Regions from separate parts of the Oryctolagus cuniculus genome. Here region 2 is linked to region 1. The links are chromatin contacts, called in public Micro-C maps. All regions are on one chromosome and are shown on one strand. Each heading gives the region's core, a stretch centred on a gene start, on an enhancer-like site or on the middle of the called end of the contact. The rest is flanking DNA. Distances are from core to core; before and after follow the strand shown.

Evidence for each region. Hi-C and Micro-C count contacts between places; a contact is called where the count stands out from the background.
Region 2: a contact with region 1 is called in a Micro-C map of ear pinna, with 4 times the contacts expected there. The contact joins the promoter of COX17 here to the promoter of CD80 in region 1. A contact is called at or near these places in 3 of 6 Hi-C or Micro-C datasets (ear pinna, psoas muscle and an unstated tissue).

The regions. Positions count from the first base shown.
Region 1 is chr4:76,069,748-76,075,105 of mOryCun1.1, reverse strand. It overlaps CD80 (CD80 molecule), which reads left to right and starts at 2,941. Exons shown (of 6, transcript NM_001082663.1): 1 at 2,941-3,058. The coding sequence starts at 2,962.
Region 2 is chr4:76,208,345-76,214,013 of mOryCun1.1, reverse strand. COX17 (cytochrome c oxidase copper chaperone COX17) reads left to right here and starts at 4,136. Exons shown (of 3, transcript XM_002716664.5): 1 at 4,136-4,381. The coding sequence starts at 4,275.

The sequences.
Region 1 (5,358 bases), core at 1,692-4,191:
TTGACTATCATTTTCTTTTTTTTCCCCTCTAACTTGACTCACCTTTCTGTTTCGAAAAAAATGTATTTCAGAAGGAAAACCATTGTATCTCTACCATCCTGACTGTTCCTGCTGTCTTAGCCTGGATTCTCCAGAGAGCAAAGCTAGCAACAAAGAGCAAAGTGGTCTGTTTGGAAACTTGATTTCAGTGGTTTGGCATGGGAACCTGAAGCAGGGGAGGAGGAGTGCGGGGTAGGGGAAGCCATACCCAGAAGCCTGCCCGAGTTGCCCCTCAGAAAGCAATTGGTACTCCACCATCCAAGGCCTTCCAGGAGCCTCATGCATTAGCTCTCAAAATTCTCTACCTGGAAAACCAAAGGTTGACACAATTGTTCACTAACATCCAGCCCCTACGAGCAGTGACCTTCTCAACTGCTTAGTCAAACACCCCCAGAGGTACCCCATGCCAAGGCAGCAGAGAAGCCCCTGCAGGGCCCAAAGCAGACTCTGAGCAGTACAATGCCAGGCAAGGTGCATGAGGGCGGCTGGCCCGGTGTGGCTCAGCTGCTCACTCCCAGATGCTCCAGAATTCTCCAGAGAAGGGCACTGGAAGGCTGGTGGGAAAACAGGTGGTGGTGGGACTCAAGTCCTCCTCACTCCCCCATCCCTAGGTGCCACCATGGTGCACACCTGAGCTTCACTCAACCGTGGCAAAGATGACTGCAATGCATCTGCCCCCTCTGCAGAGGCAGTGGGTCTGCGGATCTTGTGAGCTGAGCGCTCTCCAAAATGTGTACCAAATACATATGTGTATATATATATATATATATATATGATGTATTTATTTATTTATTTGAAAGGCAGAGTTACAGAGAGGCAGAGAGAGGTCTTCCATGCTGGTCCACTCCCTAAATGGCCGCAATGGCCAGAGCTGAGCCAATCCGAAGCCAGGAGCCAGGAGCTTCTTCTGGGTCTCCCATGTGGGTGCAGGGGCCCAAGGACTTGGGCCATCTTCTGCTGCTTTCCCAGGTCATAGCAGAGAGCTGGATCGGAAGTGGAGCCGCTGGGACTTGAGCCGACGCCCACATGGGATGTAGGCACTGCAGGTGGCGGCTTTCCCTGCTCCGCCACAGCGCCGGCCCTGTGGCTGACCTCTTGTAGTGGCTGGACAGTGACTAGGTTTGAGAAACTCTGGCTGCTAAAGCAGAACTCTGGAGCAGTGCAGAAGCAGTCCCTCCTTAAAGCTTATAGACTTTGCCCAGGCAAAACTAGCAGCTGCCCCACCCTCGACTGGGGCATGTTCTCTCCTCTGCCCTGGCCCAGCTGCCCAAGGTCCTCAAGATTTCCTGTTTGTTAGTTTGTCGATGGGGAGCAGAGAGGGCTATTGGGTGCTTCGCCCCGGGCCACACCCTCTAAGGAGGTGACAGAGGAGAGCGCGGCGGAGGGAGCTTCCTCAGACCAGACGCCCTACCCAGTCCTGGGCTGGCGGAGCTCAGATTCTCTACCAAGTAAAAGGAAGTCGGGAGGGGAAATACCACCTCTCTGATATATCACTCGAAGAAAGACAGAGTGGTTTGCCATTATCGTGGAGACGGCGAGAAAAGAACATCTCAGAGACACAGCCTCACCCTTTGACTGTTAACGCAGAAGGAAAAGAAGAACTTGTGAGTAAGTACACTGACCGTCGCCTTATTAGGGGATAAGTGGGTAGAACTAGTTACCCACAGCCGGCTGCCTTCTAAACAACCATCCCATCACTCCTGCCTCTAGCAAGCATGCCTGGTCTCAGCGGAGCCCGCTGGGGTCTCTTATTCCCATGGGAGCCTACAGAGTCCCAACACACTTGGACAATCACCATTAGAAGGATGGCCCATTGTTTTTTAATTTCCTAGGCAGCAGAAAAGATTATTTCTGCAGGACCACTTTGAGTCTGTCCAGCGAGAAAACTTCTGGTAAATACATCTCTCCAAGGTAGCCCTGACGCAAATAGATGGTGCCGATCAGGGCATGGGCCTTGGCTGGCACTCCAGTTGGGGGGGGGGGGGCGGGGGTTGCTTCAAAGAGGAGACGGAGCTCCTGCTGAGCAGTGCAGGGGCCCGGAGAGAGTGACAGTGCCACGGTCATTTTCATTTCTCAGTTTTGATAGATTTACTGGCAAACAAAACAAAAAACTTACTCACACTGCAGCCCATGAGCTCATCAGTAATGTTGGCTGTGCGTCTTGTTTCTCCCTTCCTACTGGCAATGGAGACCTGCTGGTCTCCCACTAGTCTCGATGGAGACCCCGCGCCCCTTTAGGACAGGTTCTTTGAGCAGAAGGGTTGAAGAACAGAGACACTTGTGTTCCCATGTTTATATTAATTAGAAAAAAAATGCTGTCCGATGACTCGGACAACCAGCTGTGCTGGTTGCTCTGTTTTCAGTACCATGGTCCAGAAGGGAGCTGGAATTTCCGTGGCCTGGCTGACGGATGCCGAGGGTCCTTACAGTTCTCTGTGTTTCTAATAAAGTCAGCCACATCTGTGAAGCAAGAGCTGTTTCACAGAAGAGCTGTGGTTGGTTCTTGGAATAGGCGCGGGCAAGGTCACCTCAGAGCTGCCCCTCCTGGCGGCGCCCTACGTAGAGGTCTCCCAGGTTAAGATCCCAGATGCGCTCAGGCGGGCAATCAGAGCTTTAGAACCCAGGAAGCAGACCTCCCCTCCTTCCTGGGTGATGCCGATTTTTTTTTCTTTTTCAGGTTGTGAAAACAAATCCACAACTTTTGGAGACCCAGGAACCCTTTCCAATCTCTCGCCAGTGTGTTTGGCAAACATCAGCACAGAGCCTTCTACGAGGGGCAGCTGCATCGTCTTCTGCCCTTGCCTGGTGTGCACCTCCAGGCTTCTCGGTTGCCTCGCTCTGCGCCCCGTGTACCCCGGAGGCGTCCAGCCTTACTGGCTCTGAACTGTTGGCTTTCATTTTCCAACCTAAGCACCTGGAGGCATGGGCCACACGCTGAGGCCGGGAACTCCACTGCCCAGGTGTCTACACCTCAAGCTCTGCCTGCTCTTGGCGCTGGCGGGTCTCCACTTCTCTTCAGGTAAGCGGCACGCGGGAACCTAACTGAGACACTGCGCCAGTGGGGAGAGAGGCGGCGGCGTTCTCTCTGCTGCCCCCTTCTGTCGCCCGATGAACTGGAAGGGAGCTGCTGGGTGTTTCCAACCCAGTGTCGGGATCAGGAAACTGTGCTCCGCAGAGGTTAGAGGAGCTGCTTAGGGTCACACGGCAAGTTAGCATCCAGGTGGGGACAGGGTTATCATAACAAAGCCAAAAGCTCATTTTGCCACAGCTTAGAGTTGTGGCCACTTGCATGAATGCCAGGTGCTCTCTCTCTCATTCTGTATCGTGCTAAGGGTGTTGTCCTAGGGATCTGGTTCCCAAACTAGATTTCTCTACCATTCGGCTAAAGTGGTCTTCCTTTAAAATTCAGCCTTCCGATTCGAAGGCAAGGGGAGTGGTTGAGGAATATAATCTTCCGAATGCCGGCTCTTTCTCTTCATATGTGTTCCTCCATGTTGGATGCTGAGGTCTTTTGGCATCTGACAAATTCATGGTCTCAGACTTTAATTTACTACCTAGGGTCTCTCAAAGAATGTTTGGACATCCAGGGGCTTTTGTTCCAGCCTCGGTGGCTGTAGGAGGTGCTGGACTTGGAGTGCTGTTGAGATGGGAGGGCTCAGCCTGCTGGTTTCCCAAATACAAACAGGAGATCCGGTTCCAGCCGGAACCTTTCCAGTCTGCAGAGGTGCTGGTCTTGAAAGCTGCTTCCTTCGCGTAGCCCAGAATCTCCACGGTGTGTCTGTGTGGCAACGGGAGCCGGGGCGGGAACTCCAGGAAGAAGACTTGGAGGCTGGGAGAGTGCCTGAGCACAGTGGTCTTCAACTTTTTGTCCTGAGCTGTCAAATTTGTTGTTGTATACTGTTGTAGAGCCAGGAGACCCATGGTTGAAGCTTCACAGCCTTCATGTTAGATTTTGTGTATATTTAATGGTTATATGACATTTCCAACAGTTACAGCGTTCTTATGGGAAGGCAGGGAAACACTCCCCAAAGAGACTTCTCTGGGGAGTTTAAAATATGTAGAAGGAAATTCATACAGGTGGAATTCCTGGAAATGAGGGTGTGTTGGGGGAAGGGGGTGTGAGAGACGGACAGAGAAGGGAAGAAGAGAGAGAGAGAGAAAGAGAGAGAGAGAGAGAAACAACAAAAAGGAAAACGAAAACACACACACAAAAGAAATGAAACCAAGACATTAGCAATTGTCCCAGGAAAATTATAGTCAGAGGCAAATGAAAAAAGATGAGCTCTGAGCTAAAGAAAGAGGTTTAGGAAAACCCCTTGTCCCACGGCTCCAGTCAGATATTACTGTTGCTGTTACTCAGTCAACAAACCAGCCCGTGAACTCCTTACACCTGAACACACAGTGTGCGTGCTCCAGGGGCACCACAGAGGCTGTGCCTGGGATTCTTGTCCCCAAAGAGGTTTGCATAGGTTGCCTGGGAAAGGAAAACTAACCCATATACAAGAGTACTTCGAACATTTCGTGGAAAGGCAACATTTTTAAAAATACATTTATTTTGGTGCACAGATATTTTGAAATCCATGCTTAATTTTCCTAATATACATTTTCCATGAACTTTTTGAAAACAAGCAAAGAGTGATGCTGTGCTGGGTCCTGGCTGTAAAAACCCAAACTCTGGCAAAGGAGGGACGAGGGTGAGCTGGAGCAGCTGGAGGCATACGGGTGACAGAGAAATCTGGGCAGGCCAGCAGCCTGGGCAAGGCGCAGGGGCAAGGCTGCATGGGACACAGGTGTTCATTCTTTTGCTTAATCCTTTATTAATTTGACAGGCATCGAGCATCTGCTATGTACAGGATGCTTTTCTTGGTCCTGGGGACAAACTATGAGCAAAATGGACACGGCTCTCATCTTTATGGAATTTAAGGTCTTTGGGAGGAAGAAGAAAAGTAACTCAATGATGACTCAAGGATGCATGAGTAACAGGGACCAGGACTTTGCAAGCAAGGGACCAGTGCTGTCCCCGAGCCACTGTCTCTCCAGAGGGCAGGGCCTGTCACATGGGGGAAGCACAGACGTGAGAGAGCAAGCAGGGCCCCAGGGAAGACAGTGCTGGACTAGGAGGCAGTGGGAGCAGCCAGGCCCCCAGGCTTGAAGGCCACAGTCAGGAATCTGCTTTATGAGACAAGGAGCTCAGTCTATCCCAGTGCTGTTCGCACTTGAATTGTGCACACCAATCACTGGGGTGGGGGTGGGGAGTATTAAAATGCAATTTCTAGCACAGGGGATTTTTTAGAGAAGTAAAACTATTTTGCATTATAC
Region 2 (5,669 bases), core at 2,887-5,386, 140 kb before region 1:
CCATTTAGCTTTCTTCACATCATCCTGTGGGAACTGAGGTTCAGGGAACCAACAAAAAAAAAAAATACTGATGTTCTCCTGTTTGTGTTGTAATAAACTATTTTTCATCTGTAACTCAGAAGTTTGATGGCTGGGAACTAGAGTAAAATCTCAAATTCTTCAGAATATTTGGAAAACTATAAAAACTGTACAGAACTTATTTATCAATTCAAAACTGAAAAGTCCTTTTGACAGAGGCAGACCCGTGAGTCATATGCAAAAATCACCTTGCTTGCTTTTGTTAGACTATCTGAAGTCTACCACCTAGTAACTAGAGGAGAATTTAGACCTGTAATTCTTTTCTCTCAACATATGGTGTCACCCCTGCCCCACTAACTCCAGCTGCCCATGCTTAACTTGGTCAAGTCTCCACACTTGGGTTCAGTTAGGCATGAAAAATGAAAAAATGGTTAAAATCCTTTTTAAAAAAGATTTATTTCTTTTGAAAGGTAAATTTACAGACAGATAGGGAGAGATAAAGAGAGAGACATCCTCTATCCACTGGTTCGCTCCCCAAAGGGCTGCAATGAGCAGTGTTGAGCCAGGCCAAATTCAAGAGTAGGAAATTCACTGGGGTATCCCACAGGGGTGACAGGGGTCCAAGGACTTGGGCCATCTTCTGCTGCTTTCCCAGGCACATTAGCAGGGAACTGGATCAAAACTGAAGCAGCTGGGTTTTGAACTTGTGTCCCCATGGAATGCCAACATGGCAGGAAGTGGCTGAACCCACTATGCCACCACACCAGTCCCTAAAAATACCTTTATCGTGGAAGATTTTACAAAGTATTTCCTTAGTTGTTCCTTGTTATATTGCCAGGGCTGTTACTTTATTCATAAAATGGCTGTCTGGTGCCATTGGTAGCTAATGTTCTCATTTAGTACCTTTAGCTTGGTGATTAAGATGCCAGCTGGGACACCCACATCCCCTCTTGGAGTGCCTGGGTCTGAGTCCTGGCTCTGCTCCTGATTGCAGCTTCCTTCTAATATGTACCCTAGAAGGCAGCAAGTGATGGTTCAACCATGTGAGAGTCCTGGATGGAGTTCCCGGCTCCCAGCTCTGGTCTGGCCCAGCCCCAGCTGTTGTAATGTTGTAAGCATTTGGGGGTAAACCAGAGGAACAGGATCTCTCTCTCTCTCTCTCTCTCTCTGCCTTTCAAATCAATAAATAATTTTAAAGAGAATGTTGGGGGCTGGCACGGTGGTGACTCATGGTAAAGCCACCCCCTGCAGTGCTGGCATCCCATATAGGCGCCGGTTTGTGTCCTGGCTGCTGCACTTCCAATCCAGCTCTCTGCCATCGCTTGGGAAAGCAGTAGAAGATGGCCCAAGTCCTTGGGCCCCTGTACCCACTTGGGAGACCCGGAAGAAGCTCTTGGCCCAGCTCCAGCCGTTGCGGCCAATTGGGGAGTGAACCAGTGGATGGAAGACCTCTCTCTCTCTCTCTGCCTCTCTTTCTCTCTGTGTGTAACTCTGACTTTCAAGTAAATAAATAAATCTTTTTTTTTTTTAAAGAGAATGTCAGATATTTTTTAAAATGTCCACCAAAGTCACCATTTCAAGTCCTGCTGCCTATTAATTTAGCAATTGTAGCAATACCATAGAGTACCAACTCCACTTAAAAGAGTCGAGTATTGCTGGTTAAAATCAGAATTGAGAAGTTGATCTGAAACATACCAAGCAAATTAACCTTAGTTACCACTGTAAAACAAATTGTTGAATCCCATCTTTTACTTGGTCCCATATGCCCACCTAGTTCAATTTAATTATCTCTAATGACAGCTCTCAAGAATTGTTGTATTTTCCCTGAGGAAAGTAGGTTATTTTGGCCGGTGCCGCGGCTCACTAGGCTAATCCTCCGCCTGCGGCGCTGGCACACTGGGTTCTAGTCCCGGTCGGGGCGCCGGATTCTGTCCCGGTTGCCCCTCTTCCAGACCAGCTCTCTGCTGTGGCCCGGAAGTGCAGTGGAGGATGGCCCAAGTCCTTGGGCCCTGCACCCCATGGGAGACCAGGAAAAGCACCTGGCTCCTGGCTCCTGCCATCGGATCAGCGCAGTGCGCCGGCCGCAGCGCGCCGGCTGCGGTGGCCATTGGAGGGTGAACCAACGGCAAAAAGGAAGACCTTTCTCTCCGTCTCTCTCTCACTGTCCACTCTGCCTCTCTGCCTGTCAAAAAAAAAAAAAAAAGTAGGTTATTTAGATTTTTCATGAGGTAGAACAGGAAACAATAAATTTCATGTGTGTATTCCTACTCTTCCTTTAATGCCAAATGTAGGCCATCTCACAAGTCTAAAGACATTCAGGGTGGGAAGAAAAGTGAAGAATAAGGATAATGTTAAAAAAAAAAAATCAGAAGTTGACCTTAAAGCTTACTTGCTCATAAATTAAAAACTAAAAGAAAAAGTAGCCCACATGTGTGGGCTACACACATGTCTGAAACAAGATGCAAATTAAGTAGCTGGAAATAAATGACTAAATATTCACTCATTCTTTGGTCCTTCTCTCAAGGGAAGGAGAATATTCTGTCTTGGAGAAGCAGTTGTTGAAGAGTACAAGCATCACAGTGCTCAGGAGGAAACTGAGGGTTTGTTCATTTCATGCACACAGCAGGTTAAAGGAAGTGTGCGGCGGAGACAAGGTTGCTACCCAACCTTTTTGCCTGAGGTTTGGCAATACTAGTTTACCTGCCACAAGTCACAGAGAGGGCGAGTTGTCACAGCAGTACCTGTGCTCTCTTCACTAAAGCAAAGAAGCAATAAACAAAAAGTGAGAATTTGATACAAAAAGGTACTAAGAAAACTAACCTTAGAGTTGCCCCTGAAAACAAATGGGTAAAAAGATCTTAATTGCAGAAAACCTGTTCTATCTTTTGATCTATAATCTGCATATTCAGCTTATCACAATCCTCTTAACTCCCTAAACTGTCTTAGATATTTATATATCCCCCACACACCAATAGTTTCCAAGCTAAATCGCTGAAATAGACTCATAGACACAAACATGGGTTAGGTGATACTGAAAGTTTGAATACCAAAACAGCTATTACCAGGCAGCTATTGAACAATGCTCCCAAATCCTGCTGTAAAAATCAAGTTCATTCCCTGTGTGTAACAGTTCTCTGCAAGACAACATTCAATGACTATGTTTACCATATTGCAAATAACGTGGGCACCACTTTATTACTTTACCTAACTGAAGTCAAGAAATACCAAACAGGAGGTACTTTTCAATTTTATTAATGATGTTCAGCAAATCCATGACTGAACAATTCATAATGGAATCCATTGGCAAGGAGTTATACACACAAATCAGCTGAGGAGTTAACACCCAAGGTGGGCAGGAGAGGCACGTGGGCTTCGAGGACCTTTCTCCGCTCCCCAACCCCAACACTTGTGGATTGGATTGTGCAGATGTCTTTGCCTGATTGTTAACTAACTCTATGAAAAAAATGGTCAAGGACAACAGTAGGTAGGGGACAGGAAGAAGGCAGGTGATGACCCTGAGTGAAAAGATGGGAAACCAGTGTTAGTCAAAGGAGCTGGCTTTCACTAGTGCTTTCTCTTGTTTGGCTGAGACAAGTCATTTCACCCTCTTAGGGTTCAGTTTCGATATTCGTAGCGGGTGGAAAGATTGAGAGCTCTCTTAGTTGTTTTGCTGTTCTCATCCTAGGTGAATCCTAGCAAGATGGTTGACACCTCTGGCGACCTCTGTTTTGTTTTGAGACTTATTTTATTTGAAAGGCAGTTAGAGAGGGAAAGACAGAGAGCTCTTCCCTTGTTGGTTCACTCTCCCAACGGTTGCACCAGGCCAAAGCCAGGTTCAAGAGCTTCATCTGGATCTCCCACATGAGTGCAGGAAGCCCAAGCACTTGCATTATTTTCTGCTGCTTTCCCCTAGGTGCATTATCAGGGAGCTGGATCCGGAGTGGGGCAGCCGGAACTCGAACTCCCGTCCACATGGGACTCCACCATTGCAGACGACAGCTTATGTCGCTGCGCCAGAAGAGCAGCTCCTCGCCTTTCAATCGGCTTCTCTGCGCATGCGCCGAGGAAGCAGCCTCCCCCTGACCTCAATTTCACCTCTTCTGCGCAGCCGTCGTTTAATCCCTCGGCGCTCCGGAGGAGGAGGGCGGGACTTCCTGTCCTGTTTAGAGCGACCGCGGAAGTGACTGCGGACGAATCGGCTCTGCAGAGGCTGCGAGTTTAGGGTGTCTGCGTTTTAGCTGCTTTCGGCGAGAAAGATGCCGGGTCTGGCGGCCGCAAGCCCTTCCCCGTCTGAGCCTCAGGAGAAGAAGCCGCTGAAGCCCTGCTGCGCCTGCCCGGAGACCAAGAAGGCGCGCGATGCGTGGTCAGTGCGCCGCCGGGAGGGGTTCCGGTGCCTCTGCCGCTAGCCCTCGCCTTGCTGTTCCGTGCTCCACAGAGACGTAGAGAGCCCCGTAGGTTTCGCAGTCGGCCACGTGTTGACTGAACCCTTAGCCCAGTGCGAGGGGACGCTGAATGGAGGAGAGAGAGGTTAGATTGGCCCCGGGTTCTGTTCACGCCCTCACTCCTTCCGATAGATGGCTGCTGACCTTCTGTTAGGAGTTAAGCACTGCCTTAGGTCCAAAACTGTAGAAAAGGGTAGACACTGACTTAAAGGAGCTTAAAGTTAATGGCCACTTACACCAGTAATTGCTATGTCATGGAAAGGCCTATGCTAGAGGATTTGGCAAGATTAAAGAGTAAACGTGTTCTGGTAATTTCTAAGGCTTTCTCCCCAAATCTAGAAAAAAATAGGCCACTGGACCCATTGCTTATAGTTCCAGAAGGTTCACCTTCAACCCTTTGAAGGCAACCCGAAGTTAAAAAAAATCAACCAGTCTGTATGATCAGCCTGCCTGTCGGTTCAAAACAGCGCATTTAAATTATCATCCATACACAAAAGGTCTTGTTCCTTATCGTCTTATGTAACCACTATTGTAGAACAAATCTCTTTAGCCAGAGGCCTCAGGTGCTGTGAATGTGCACTTCTCCCTCCAGCTCTTTTGTGTCTTCATAAAGCAGGGAAGTCCTAAGTGGTATCAGGGGGTAACAAGAGGGTAGGAGCTCAGTGCCTCTGTTATAGTCGGTGCTTTGCAAATAGGACTGTGAAGAGAATTGGAAGGCTGCAGTCTCCTACTGAAATTGCTCCCGTGTTAGCAGTAAGTGCTTACGGAATGTGTGGACAGTACAGCATCATGATTAAGAGCCAGGGATCCAGAGTCGAGGTTTGAACCCTGAACCACCAACTTGGTGACCTTGAGCAAATTATTTAATATTTCTGCCTCATGTGTTTGTAAAATAGGCCTAATAAAAATATCTACCTAACAGTCACTGTAAAAGTCAATGATAAAAGCCACATCAAGTGCCTGACACAGTATATATGGCTGTTACTTTGATAAGGAGCTCCGTGTCCCTGGCAGTACTTCATTTGAAGGCAGCCTTTTGAGCTTTTGAAGGATGAGTGGGAAGAACCTATTCCCATCTTTAAATTCTTGTTGCATGAATTGTCTCTGGTGACTGTGACTTTTCCCCACATAGCTGTAGTGAGGAATCAGTTTTTTCTTATACTTGAACTTGGGTTGATATTATTTACAAAAATTACATATTTTTGAAAG